2 separate regions of the Gossypium hirsutum genome follow, and region 1 is linked to region 2. The links are chromatin contacts, called in public Hi-C maps. All regions are on one chromosome and are shown on one strand. The core of a region is the stretch at or near the end of the contact, and the rest is flanking DNA. Distances in the headings are between cores, read along the strand shown. Region 1 has its middle 6.2 kb from the start of LOC121228792. Region 2 has its middle 13 kb from the start of LOC107930127.

The links. Hi-C and Micro-C count contacts between places; a contact is called where the count stands out from the background.
Region 1: a contact with region 2 is called in a Hi-C map of petal, with 2.7 times the contacts expected there. The contact joins two enhancer-like sites. A contact is called at or near these places in 13 of 34 Hi-C or Micro-C datasets (callus, hypocotyl, leaf and 2 more).

What each region holds. Positions count from the first base shown.
Region 1 is chrA04:76,733,711-76,739,531 of Gossypium_hirsutum_v2.1, reverse strand. No RefSeq gene overlaps it. Among protein-coding and RNA genes, the nearest start is that of LOC121228792, 6.2 kb to the left of the region's middle. Within about 2 kb of position 1,406, at least 1 of the 9 cell types and tissues checked has an H3K27ac peak or open chromatin away from gene starts, as enhancers often do. A contact at or near this core is called in hypocotyl, where this site is marked.
Region 2 is chrA04:76,564,082-76,570,738 of Gossypium_hirsutum_v2.1, reverse strand. No RefSeq gene overlaps it. Among protein-coding and RNA genes, the nearest start is that of LOC107930127, 13 kb to the right of the region's middle. Within about 2 kb of position 3,633, at least 5 of the 9 cell types and tissues checked have an H3K27ac peak or open chromatin away from gene starts, as enhancers often do. A contact at or near this core is called in hypocotyl, where this site is marked.

The sequences.
Region 1 (5,821 bases), core at 157-2,656, 170 kb before region 2:
CTCCTTTTAAAATGAAAATTTATCTATTTATGCTCTTTAAAAATTTAAAAATTTTAAATTAATAAAAATAAAATTATACTTTATGCCTTAAAAATAATAAAATTTTAATTTAATTCTTTAAAAGTTATATTAAAATTTAAAATTTAATTTCTAACCTTAAAATATTTTTCTATCTTTGCCTGTGCTGGAGATCATACCTGCTGTAGAACATGATACGAATATGAAATTAGTTCTTTTGTTGTATTATTTTATTTTAATTATGACTTAAACCCTAAATTAGAGATCATACCTGCACTAAAAAATCCGAATATGTCATCTCAATCTGTTTTATATAATGGATGGTTTCAAGGTTCTAAGTAGGTTGTTTAACTTTTATGTTCTCTACAGTAAAAATATTATGGAAGTCTTGTTAGATAATATTTTATTTTTTTATTAAAAAAATAGATAAATTTATCTTTATATGTTAAAACAAATAGTAAATTGATTATTTTTGTTAAAAATTTCATTGATCTATACTATTAAAAACTAACATGCCTAATGGAATAACCAATAGAGACATGTGACATGCCACTTGTACCTCATGTTGATGTACATAGACTAGTTTTTAACTGTAGAAATGGATAGAATTTTTAATAAAAAGACCAGTTTAATATTTGATTTAACATATATGGCCTAATTTGTACATTTTTTAAATAGGCAGGACAAAATTCAATTCAACTTTTTATACATGATACTTTAACCATATATTTACTCGTGTTATTTAAAATTTAGTGTTTAATAATGTTTATGATTTTATAATTATTTAATTTTAATATTTTTTACCACTTTTAATGTTTTTAATACTTTTTGGCTGGTCAAAGTCAATGGAACACCATTAAATATTTTTGACCAAAAAGTATACCAGAAGAATAGTTGATGTAATAAAAAATAAATAAAAAATTGTTAAGGTGATTATGACATGTCTTTGGACGTTGGAGATTTGCATTTGGGATGGTTCTGACATTAACAATTTACGACAATATGAAGTGAAAGATTGTCAACATTTGATATTTAGAAGCTTTTAGCTTCTTCAATTGGATAATCATGTAATTTTCAGTATGCCGTAAAAATCATGAAATTTTGGATGTGAAATGCACCATTATGTCAACATAATGCGAGTAACTTGTAAAAATCAAGGAATTTTCATCGGCCACTCTCATGGTGAGTGAAAAATGTGCCACAACCCTTCATTGATGATTGAATGCAACACAAATAGCCCTTAAAGCTTTATCAAAACAATCATTTGGGGTAAGAGCCGTAGACAGTCTCTTCAAAGCAAGCCCCAAGGGATGCTTCATGATTTTATCATCATCTCTTGATTCAACACAAGCGTCCCTCGACCCTTCTAAGAGTAAAATAGCGTCTCTCTGCAATACCAAACCACCCCATACTTATGTGTTACAACATATTTAAGCATCCAATTATGGATATATATAAGGCTCAAAGAAAGATTACAAAAGAAAAGAAACAAAGTTTAATAATAACAATCTTCAAGTTTTTAGGACCAATCCCAACAGTCTTTTCAGTCCAAGCCCACTTCAAATATTGGGTCAGTTTGAGAAAAAAAGTTTCAAGTTAAAAAAATTGGCCCAAACGATCAAAGTTAAGGTGCAATTATCCCTTTTGCAAGAGAGCCAATGCCTTCCTTACTTTTATTATTATCTTTCTGACGAACCTGAAATACCAAGACTTAGATCTAGCTAAATTTGATGAAACGGCAGCTTTCACATGTAAACAGTATGCCAATGTAAGCAAACAACTTGCTTTATTATGGTAATCTTCCTTTAACCTTAAAGTAACCCTAATCTCATCATGTTAAGGTTGCTTATATCAGAATCATAGTTTTATTCTTTTTTGTTTCTTTCTATATACAGTTCCTTGCTGCAGCAGACTGGTGGCTCTAAATCCTAAATCTTACTTTCTTTCTACGGTAATGAAGGAATTATGGCACTATAATCTATGAACAACTTACCTTGCCAAGTAAGGATACAATTGGTTTATTATTTAACAGGCTAAAGCAGGACACCAAAAATAAAAATATAAAAAAGTTTTGAATATGGTCAACTAGAAGCAGTGAAATGTTTAGGGTGTGAAGGCCAAAATTTGCTTACAAGTTAAGACTGACAGCTTGAAATAACCTAATTCAACTTCAGCTATCCCTTGTTATCTGCTTTTCATTATCCCTCCTTAACCTATACTCTTCACTGTTTTTGGACCCTTATTTGTTAGTAGTTATCAAGGTGGTTTTATCAACACATCTAAAATTTTGTATGTATGAATTTCTCATGAAATTATGGTATGCGTAAATGAATAATTGAGATTTTCTGTCATTTTTATTTGGAAATTGTTATATAACATTACCTCTTCAATATTTATTTTTTCATGGTAATTTTTTTTATCTCATTTGAGTATTTTTGTGTAGGTATAATGTTTATTTTGATTCTTTGATATATTTATTTTTATTTTATATATAGAAAGATTTGTATTAGTTGGATAAGAAAGAAAATGTGTATTAGAAAGTAAAATACATTTTTTATTTATTTTTTGTTAGGCCCATTTGGCCATGAATATTCTCATAATCCATGTTGTGGTGTGCGGAAAAATTTGTTATTTTTAAAAAATTTAAATATACATCTATTAAATAAGAATTAATTTCAACTTCACAAATAATATATTTTATATCTAAATAATTAGATTATTAAATTAGAAATTTCAAGATAAATTTAAAAATATAATATTAAACATTTAAAATTATTTTAAATCCCTAAATAATTTTATTAATTTATTTTCATACATAAAGTGGAAAAAAAAATTCATAGAAGAAGAGAGACGACACCATAAAATTAAAATCAAGGTAAAAATAACTTATAAAAACACTTCAAGAACAATAAGTCTTTTCATAAAAATATTTTCTCTTTCCTCACACAATCAATCTTAATTTCCCTCGGTTTTATTTCATTGTAATTTTTTTTTGCTCATTAAATTTTTTACCAATATTTTATTTCTCTCAATTTTTTTCAATCATAAAATTTGGAGATAAATATTAATATTATATATAAAATTTGATTTAATTTGCAATTTGATACATAATCTTTGATTTTGTGCAACTATACACATTAAAGTTTGATTTTAGTTGAAATATACACATAAAACTTTGATTTGATTCAATTGTACACATTTAAAAAAATTAATACATAAATTCATTTTAATATTATATAAGTATAATTATATGTATATATAACATGTAAACACGAAATGGTGTTATCTCAATAATGATTGTAGTGATTTGTGAAAATGGATCAAATCAAAATTCATGTATAACATTGTACATTGGACCAAAGTTATGTATAATTTTAAGATTTTTCCCTAAAATTTTCAATTTTATTTTTTTATTATGGTTGCCCAATAAATTTGGATTAGATATTTTTTTTTCAAATTGTGGACATTTTATTAACAATTTTTTTAACTTTTTTATTCTTGTGGTGTAAAGTTATTCATATTTAAAATCTTTAGTGCGTTTGTGCCCGGTAGATTAATATCTGATAATGTATTACTTGTCTACGAAATTCTACTTACTTTTCATCAAAAGCGAGTAGGGAAGAAAGGATTTATGGCATTAAAGCTAGATATGAGTAAAATTTATGACAGCGTTGAATGAGGTTTCATAAAAGGTATGATGATTCAGTTGGGATTTGATAATCGTTGAGTGAAGCTTATAATGAGATGTATCTCAACCGTATCATATTCAGTTCTTCTAAATGGTCGAGTAGGGGAATGTTTTCATCCTAGTAGAGGTCTCCGACAATGTGACCCTTTGAATTCGTTTCTTTTTCTACTATGTAGTAAAGGATTATCTTCATTAATGAGAATTGTTGTTCGAGACGGCTAGTTAAAGGGTGCACGAGCCAGTAGGAATGGACTTTTGATTTCATATTTGCTTTTTGCTGATGATTCCATTTTGTTTGGTGAGGCATCAACTCAAGGGACAAACGTACTAAAAACTATTTTGCGAGAGTATGAGTAGTGCTCGGATCAGTTCATAAATTTCAACAAGTCTACTGTTTTTTCAGTACCTACACTTCTACATATGACAAGCAATTGGTTTCTGGGCTTTTAAGTGTACAACATTTTGATGATTCAAAGAGGTATCTTGGCCTCCCTAACATGGTGGGGCAATGCAAGAAGGAGTCATTTCAGATTTTAATAGACAAATTTAGAAAATGTATCGAAAGATGGAGTATTAGCTATTTATCCCAAGGGGGACGTGAAGTATTCATTAAATTAGTATTGCAGGTGATTCCTACTTATTCTATGGTGTATTTCTTACTCCGAAAACCTTTTTGTAATGAGATGTAAGGAATCATGGCTAAATTCTAGTGGCAAAAAGGACCAGGGAAACGTAGGATCCATTGGTATTCTTGGGAGCATCTTAGTGAGCCGAAGGAATTGGGAGGCTTGGGTTTTTGCAGCCTAGTTAAATTTGATGTCACTTTACTCGCAAAACAAGGTTGACATTTGATTAATCATCCAATTCGTTATTAGCTTGTGTTTTAAAACCAAAATATTATCCGAATTCTAGTTTTCTCAATGCGAATTTGGGCAATTTACCTTCGTTTACTTGGAAAAGTATGTGGTCAGCGAAGGGTCTACTGGTGAGTGGGCTTTGTTGGAGAATTGGCTCCGAGGCTAATATTTCCATAATGGAGGATGCATGGTTACCAGGTTCACCATCCTATCATATCTATGAAAATATTAATTTAAGGAGTTTGAATGTGGTAACAGATTATATTGATAATGACAACATGATATGGAAAGCAGACCTGATCAGAAGTACCTTCCCTGATGAGCTTGCGAACGGAATCTCGCAAATTCCTTTGCTGAAAGAGAGAAAGGAGGATGTCCTGGTTTGGCGAGGGGACCCATTTGGCGAGTTATAGTCAAAATCGCCTATAAACTATTACGTGAAGGTACCTTTAGCCCTAATTATATAGATTATGGTCTTAAAGATCTCTATACGAAATAATAGAAATTATAGATTCCCACAAAAGCAAAAATTCATATGTGGAAGGCAACATGGAACTTCCTTCCCATTATGGTTAATTTGTAGCATAGGCAAGTGGGGGGGGATGGTTTCTGTCCTTAATATGGTAGTAGTCCTAAAATCCTACATCATGTGTTTAGAGATTGGCAAGTTTCAGCAACTATATGGAATAACTTAAACTTACAGTAGGTACTATCATTACCTAAAATGCCTGATGTAGAATGGTTCAATTGGGTTTTTTCCCAGTACACTGAAGAACAGTATAAGAAAGCATGAATAAGTCTTTTGTACGGGAAAACAGATCGTAAATTGGATCCAAATATATATTTCAGAAATAAATGGTTTAGAACAGAGGGATGTTACCAGATCTACGAGTGAAAAGGCCTGGGTACCTCCAAACGCCCAGTCAGTTAAAGTAAACTTTGACGCCACTTTCCATCAAGACTTGAACAGATTTATTTCGGGACTAGTCATTTGTGACTCCCAAGGGGTGGTTCTAGTCACAAAATAGAAACTACATGATCGTGTAGTTTCTCTGTTCACGGCAGAAAGCCTTGCCTGTCTGTTAGCAGTATGGTTAAACATCTAGTTGGAGCTCTAACATGTGGTCATAGAAAGAGGTGCAAAGTCCATCATAAACAAAAAAAAAAGAAGTGTTAGAGACAGATCGAAGGTTTGGGCTATCATTGATGATATACATTAGACAAAGACATTATTTCAACAACTAAAGTTTGCTTATGT
Region 2 (6,657 bases), core at 2,384-4,883:
TGTTAAATTCAAGTCCATTACAATGTTATTTTTTTGTGACACATGATTATTGAGTGAATACTTTGTTTTTAAAAAAAAAATTAGAAGGTCACACCAACAAATTTAATAGAAGAATTTTAACGGTACTAATAACTGGATTTGAATTTTTAAATTTAAAAAATAGAGGTACAGAATTCCAAATATACAAATAGATCTTCTTCTTCTTTTCTTTCCTCTTTTTCTCATTTCTTACATATCAAATAACTAAATTACCCTCTAGAACAACATATTTCGTTGCTTGTTCTTCAAAGAATGAAATCAAATTGACGCATATTAAAACTTGGGGAGTACTTCTATATTATGGTATATATTTGATATTAGTAACTAAGATTATTCTTAATGAACTAAAACCTAAGGAATGACATCAATAATGCGTGATGTTCTTTCATTAGCAAAATATTCAAACGTCAAAATTCAATACATGCTATCGTAAGTCTTACATGAATTTTTGTTCCTCTCAATTATTAATAATTAAATTTAAATTATTTTATAATTTTATTTCCACCTCCAACGACATCAGATTCCTAAACTTTGCCTTGCTGATATGTATGGAAGAAAATCTTCTTTTTTTTCGTACAGTAGTTTTTGTCATTAGTCCCCACTTTCATGGTTGCAAAATGGAAAACTAATGGGGTCTTGTCCCATATCTTAGCCTGTGTGCTTAAGACTTAAAGAGGTTTATAAGTTGATTGCACATCGTTTTCCATTTTGATGAAACAACAATTGGTGGGTGAATGAGCTGCTGATCAGGAAGAACATTTCTCCAGGCTTCAATTACCCATCAATCATTTTATTGACTTTGAGCGACTCTTTTTCTTTTTTTTTTTTTTTTTTGGTTTTCATATGGCAAGGAGAAGCTCTTCCATTTCCCATTCTCTAAGCTAAGACTAAGAGAGTTTTGGGTTTTGTTAAAGGTCCATTAGGCCATTACCTTATACTTTTATTTATCTTCATAAATAAAAATAAAAAAGGATTATTCAAAGAGGGAAAAAAGAGAAGCCCATTTGGATCTTGTATGGTCAAACTATGGGCATGGCGGCCATTGATAGGACCCATGATCTTAAGGAGTGGGATCCACTTAGATTTGGAAGATAAGGGGTTTGTTAGCTTGAGGTGACTGAAAGGACCCATTGTTTAGGACATCATCAAATGTACAAAATTACAATTGTATCATCACCTTGTGAAGAGATGAGTGGGGATTTTAATATAGGTTTAGCTTTCATTTAGAGGGGCATATTGCGATTTATAATAAATTCTCATAGCTTGTCAAACATCAAACATTAATGGCGCCTCAATGACTTAACTGAGGATAATATGAACTAGGAAAGTTGGGTTTTTAATTATTTGGAGGTATCGGAGACAGACATTCGAGAGGGGTCCCTTGTGCCATCACTGCCCACCCTTCATGAATCCCCATGCATACACAATGGAAGGCCCGGCCACGTGAATTGTTGTCTTCTCCTAACATTTCTTGCTTGAGATCTTTGTTACAATTGTCAATTATCTTTGTCAAATGGACATAAATTGGAGCCTAGCTTAACCTAGTTCACAATTTGTTAATGCCATGATTTATGGTTAGTACAATTTTATATTGTCCCAACTCCCAACAAACATGAAATGAGAGATCTTGACTCTAAATTACTCTTAAAACTTTTCCAGGCCTTATGTCCAACTTAACTTTGCTTGTTTGTCTCTTAACTCTTGAAAGCCCCGCAAGAAAATTAGTCTTTTCGCCTTGGTTTGGAAAGTTGAGATATAGATATTTGAAGACCCTTTCGATGGAATTGTCACAATCCACTATATATAAGCTGCACCATGAGAACATAATCCGGAATTATTCTCTTTGGACCACTATAAGTTACCACTTTTAAATACATTTTTAGATATTTGACAAACATATAAATAAATGTAAAATAGATATCAATTAAACTAGATCTTAAATCTCTACAGAGTTCATTCGTTATTATTGTGACTTTGATTAAAATACATCTAACTTGTACATACAGAACAATTCTAGTTTTTTCTCTTACAAGATGACCCATTTTTTATGACCTAGGTTGTAGCCATGTTAGGAATCAAATCAAACTGATTATCAAATGATTATTTTCAATACCTTTAATCCCTTAAAGATTATAGACACCGGCGAATTAGTGGGCATCTTTTTGACTTAGGGATACCTCTGTTTCCATTTATAACTTGCTTTAGAAGCAAGAGAGTTTGTAAAAAACACGGCGTTTGTAATGCCTCCACACCGTAGAAAAAGCTCGCAAGACACACGAGCCAACAGGAGACAGTGTGTTTCATGGGCCTCATAGTCAGGCTTCTTCAAGTTTGGTAAGGGAATCTGAGAACTCAACTTTATAAGCAAGGGAAGGAGGAGTTAAAAGTTGAAAATCTATGGATAAAATAAGAAAGAATACATACCCCGGGGCAGTCCCAATTTTACACGTGAAAACATAATTTACTTTATCTTTTTGCCTTTGCTCTCAGCTCATTTCTGACTTGTTTCATTACAAACGGTTTGCGAGTTGGAGTGGATTTTGTTTTCCCTTTCTTTAGAAAAGCTGTCCAAACCCGTTTGACTCATTGAATATTTGATTTCCAAAGGCCAGACCTCAATTTTGTTGGTATATCATTTCTGTATATTCATTTGTTTTATTAGGGATGTGATTGATTGAGCTTTGAGGGTGCTACTTGGAACAAAAAAAAAAAAGGAAGCCTAAACGTTGTCTTTTTTGCTTTGCTAAGAACAAATAGTGAAATTCATGGCCTACAAGTTTCAAATATTGCAGGATTAGAAGTCAGTTCAAATGGAAGGCTTAAGCTGATAAAATTAGTAGTATCAAATTATGACCTTAGCGTTATATCATTTTTCTGCCTCAATTCTCTCTCCCACTATCATTTGCCTCTTTTCTTTTCTTTCCTTTTTTTTTTTTTTTCGTCTTTGCACGAATGGATTGGATACCTTTTGTGGCAGACACCACGGAACCCACAGCAAAACTTCTTTCAAGATTCCCGGCAAAGTCAACTGCAAGCAAACTACGTAGTGGATTCTCTCACCACACCCCGTCTTTCATATTTCGGGATGACTGCCCTGTTATTCCTTTAATGTATTTTTTTTTTTTGAATCATAGATAGAGCTACAAATAGATTAGATTCAAGTTTTTAGTTCACATTCATCTCCATACGTAAACAGTTTTTATTCCTTGATAAATTAATAGCATTAAATTTGAAATTTCTTTTAAATAAATTTAGACATAATCTAAGAGAGAATCCAAATATATATATATATCAATTTATGAGCATTGAAACTCAAACCTGAACCGCACATTCGCTAATTTGAGGGCCTTTTGATCATTTCAGTCTCCATGCAAGTTGGCACTAAACTAACAATGAAAAGGTTTTGTATTTCAATGGGCCTGAAAGATGGGAGAGAGGGCAACTATTTGGAAGTGGGCATTGAGCATTTAAATGAAGTATCATAAATGGGACTGGGTCAGAAAAAGCTTGTTAAATCTAGTGATTTAGGGTTTTGATGTGGGTCTTCTCAGTTAGGTCCATCTCGACTCCAATATGATAAGCCTTGGGTTTGCAGTATCCAGTTGAACTAGTATCCCCACCCACCACCTCAGTTTGCGTCCAATACCTCTCTTGTTTCAAGCTAGCCGATTTAACCTTACCATCTATTTGTGTTTCAGGATTGACCTAATCTTGTGATTCATTTTTTATCAGTGGATATCTGATCTAATGCTTCATTTTCCATGCATTTTAATGGATGTATAAATACATATATATTATCTTTCAACTTGAAGCTAATGACTCAATGTAATGACAGTAATTAGGCAAACTTCTGATATTAGGTGTAAGTTGAGCTTTTAGTACTTAAAGTCTAATTTGGTCATTTATAGTCCTTATATTTTTTAATTTTTTAATTTCAATCCTAATCGAAATAGTAACCATTAAACTCATTAAGTTACATTTTATTATCTTACACGAGAAACATATTATCAAATTTGGAATGCTATGTCAACTTGTAATTTCCACACAATACTAAAAAAAAAAAAGCATGTTATCTTAGTTGATGGGTTTAGAAGCTAGAATTTGATTATTTGGATCAAGTCTAAATTCAAATAGTATGATAACTAAAAATGATGAAATTAGAGAATAGGGACTAAATCCACAACTTATACATAGTACGAGACTAATAGCGACATTTGGCCTAACATATTTAATTGATGTCATTTGGATAAGAATTGAAGTTTTTAAATTAGAAAAGTAAAGGAAGTAAAATTGACCAAATTAGAGTAAAAGACTTTTACTCTAAATTCACAAGATATACCGTACTAAAACTAATAGCAAAATTTGGCCTAAATAGAGTCAAATTTGAGTATCAATCTTTTAAAAAGAGTCAAATTACTTTTTTTAACAGAAATATTGATTAAAACATTAAATTTTTAAACATAGTAGCCCGCATGATAATCCAATTGTACTTTATGCCTTTTTAAAAAAAATTATGAACTTTTTATAATATTTTTTGGGGTTAAATATAAAATTAGTACATGAACTTATCCATGTCTCCCAGATTGGTAATTTTAGTTTTTTTGTCACATATTGGTACCCGAACTTTTGTTTCGTCAACTAAATAGTACTTAAAATTTAACGTCATTAAGTTTAGGACACGAGACAAAATAATATTGTGACACGTAACATAAATGACGTCATGGTGATGTCATAATTTTAAAAACTTAAAAAAAAAATTTCTTTTGACTTTTCTGCCCCTTCTTCTTCTTCTTCTCTCAACCGAAGTTTCTTCTTCTTGTTTGACAGCGATAGTAACAATTTTTTCTACCACTCTTTTCCTTCCTCAACCTTAAAACTCTTCTATTCCATTTTTTTTTGTTCATTCAATTTATTAAAGGGTACATATTCAGTTCAAATGTTGATGAGATAATTCTTATAGACGATTAATTAATTTTGCAGAACAAATATTTCCTTATGCCATTGATTTACCGTATCTGATGAAGTTTAGCAAGCCTTAACATAGGCATTTGGTTCGATTTCCCAAAATCACCCACTGCAATTGCATATCCAAAGGAAGAGTGGTAGAATCTCAATATCTACGATTTTTTTTCTTAGTTCCAATACTACAACCTTCTTTTTCATAAATACAAAATATGATTCAAGCTAACTTCAAAAAACATTGCATTGCATCATTTAACAAAACACTAAAAAAAAAAAGGAAACCCACAAGATAATCCAATAAATCTCCCCCTTCTAGAAACACCATTGATTTATCTAGTAAAATATGATTTATCACCATCGATTTATCACTAAAGAAAAAAGAAACACACAAGTCATTGCAACATGACGGAAGATAAGAACCTCGAAATTAGGTCTAAAGGGTCACAATGCAAAACCCTATAGATCGAATGAAGTTAAACCCAGAAAAAAGACCAAGTTATAAAATCTTAACGGGGATTGATATAAAACAAACTTACTGGTTTAAGATAGATTCTCTGAGAACCAGAGAATAATTTCTAAACCCAAACTTGTTTCTACAAGTGGAGAAGAGGAAACGAACACGAGAACCAAAGGTGAATAAAAGATGACAGATTCTGCAGTTAATTCATAGGAAGACAAAAAATCATTGATTGTCACTCCGATGCCATTTTTAGGCCAAAAAGGAGGCTAATCGTCGGCGGCAACAGAGGCAACAACTTGGGTTGAGGGAGGAAGAAGAAAGAAGGAAGGAAAAATAAAGAACCTCAAAAATATGGGGAGGAGAAAAGTCAAAAGAAATTTTTTAATTTTTTTTTTCTAAATTATGACATTATCATGACATCATTTATGCCATATGTCACAATATTATTCTACCACGCGTCCTAAACTTAATAGCATTAGACTTATATACCGATTTAGTTAACTGAAAAAGAGTTTGGATACTAATCTGGGACAAAAAAGACCGTAAGTACCAATCTGAGAAAAGTAGATAAATTCAAGTACTAATTTATTTTTGACCCTATTTTTTGAATTTTATTTTTATTCTTTTTGAATATTAATTTGTAAATTATTTATTGATGTGGCATATAAGATAAATAATAACATGTAACTTGAATTACATGTGAATTGTCACGCGAACTGTTATGCCAATATTGTTAAAAGAATTTTTTTTAGTTAACATTTCAATTAAAAAACAATTTCACTCTTATAAAAAAATTAAGTACTAATATTAACTAAAAAATAGAATAGAAATTAAATTGATAAAATATGTGATAAATCAATCATATATAAAAAAGGGGAAGTAATTATCTAAAATGGGTAGGCCAAAGTGACCGAATCTGTAAAAGCATCTTCCAAATCCAAACTAGCATCTTGGTTTAGGCTTCTGCCTCACATCAAAACCTATACGAGATAGTATGGCTAACATTACAAAAATACTAATTTATTATGCTCTCAAGATATAAGCAACTAGGAAAGCTTCCTATTCTTGCCCAATATTGATGTATTACAATGTATAAACATTTTATTTAAAAAAATAAAAATAAATACAAATGATTTTTAGTTTAATGAGAGATAATCAATCACTTTATTTACTGCCATTATGAAATAGGGCAAAAA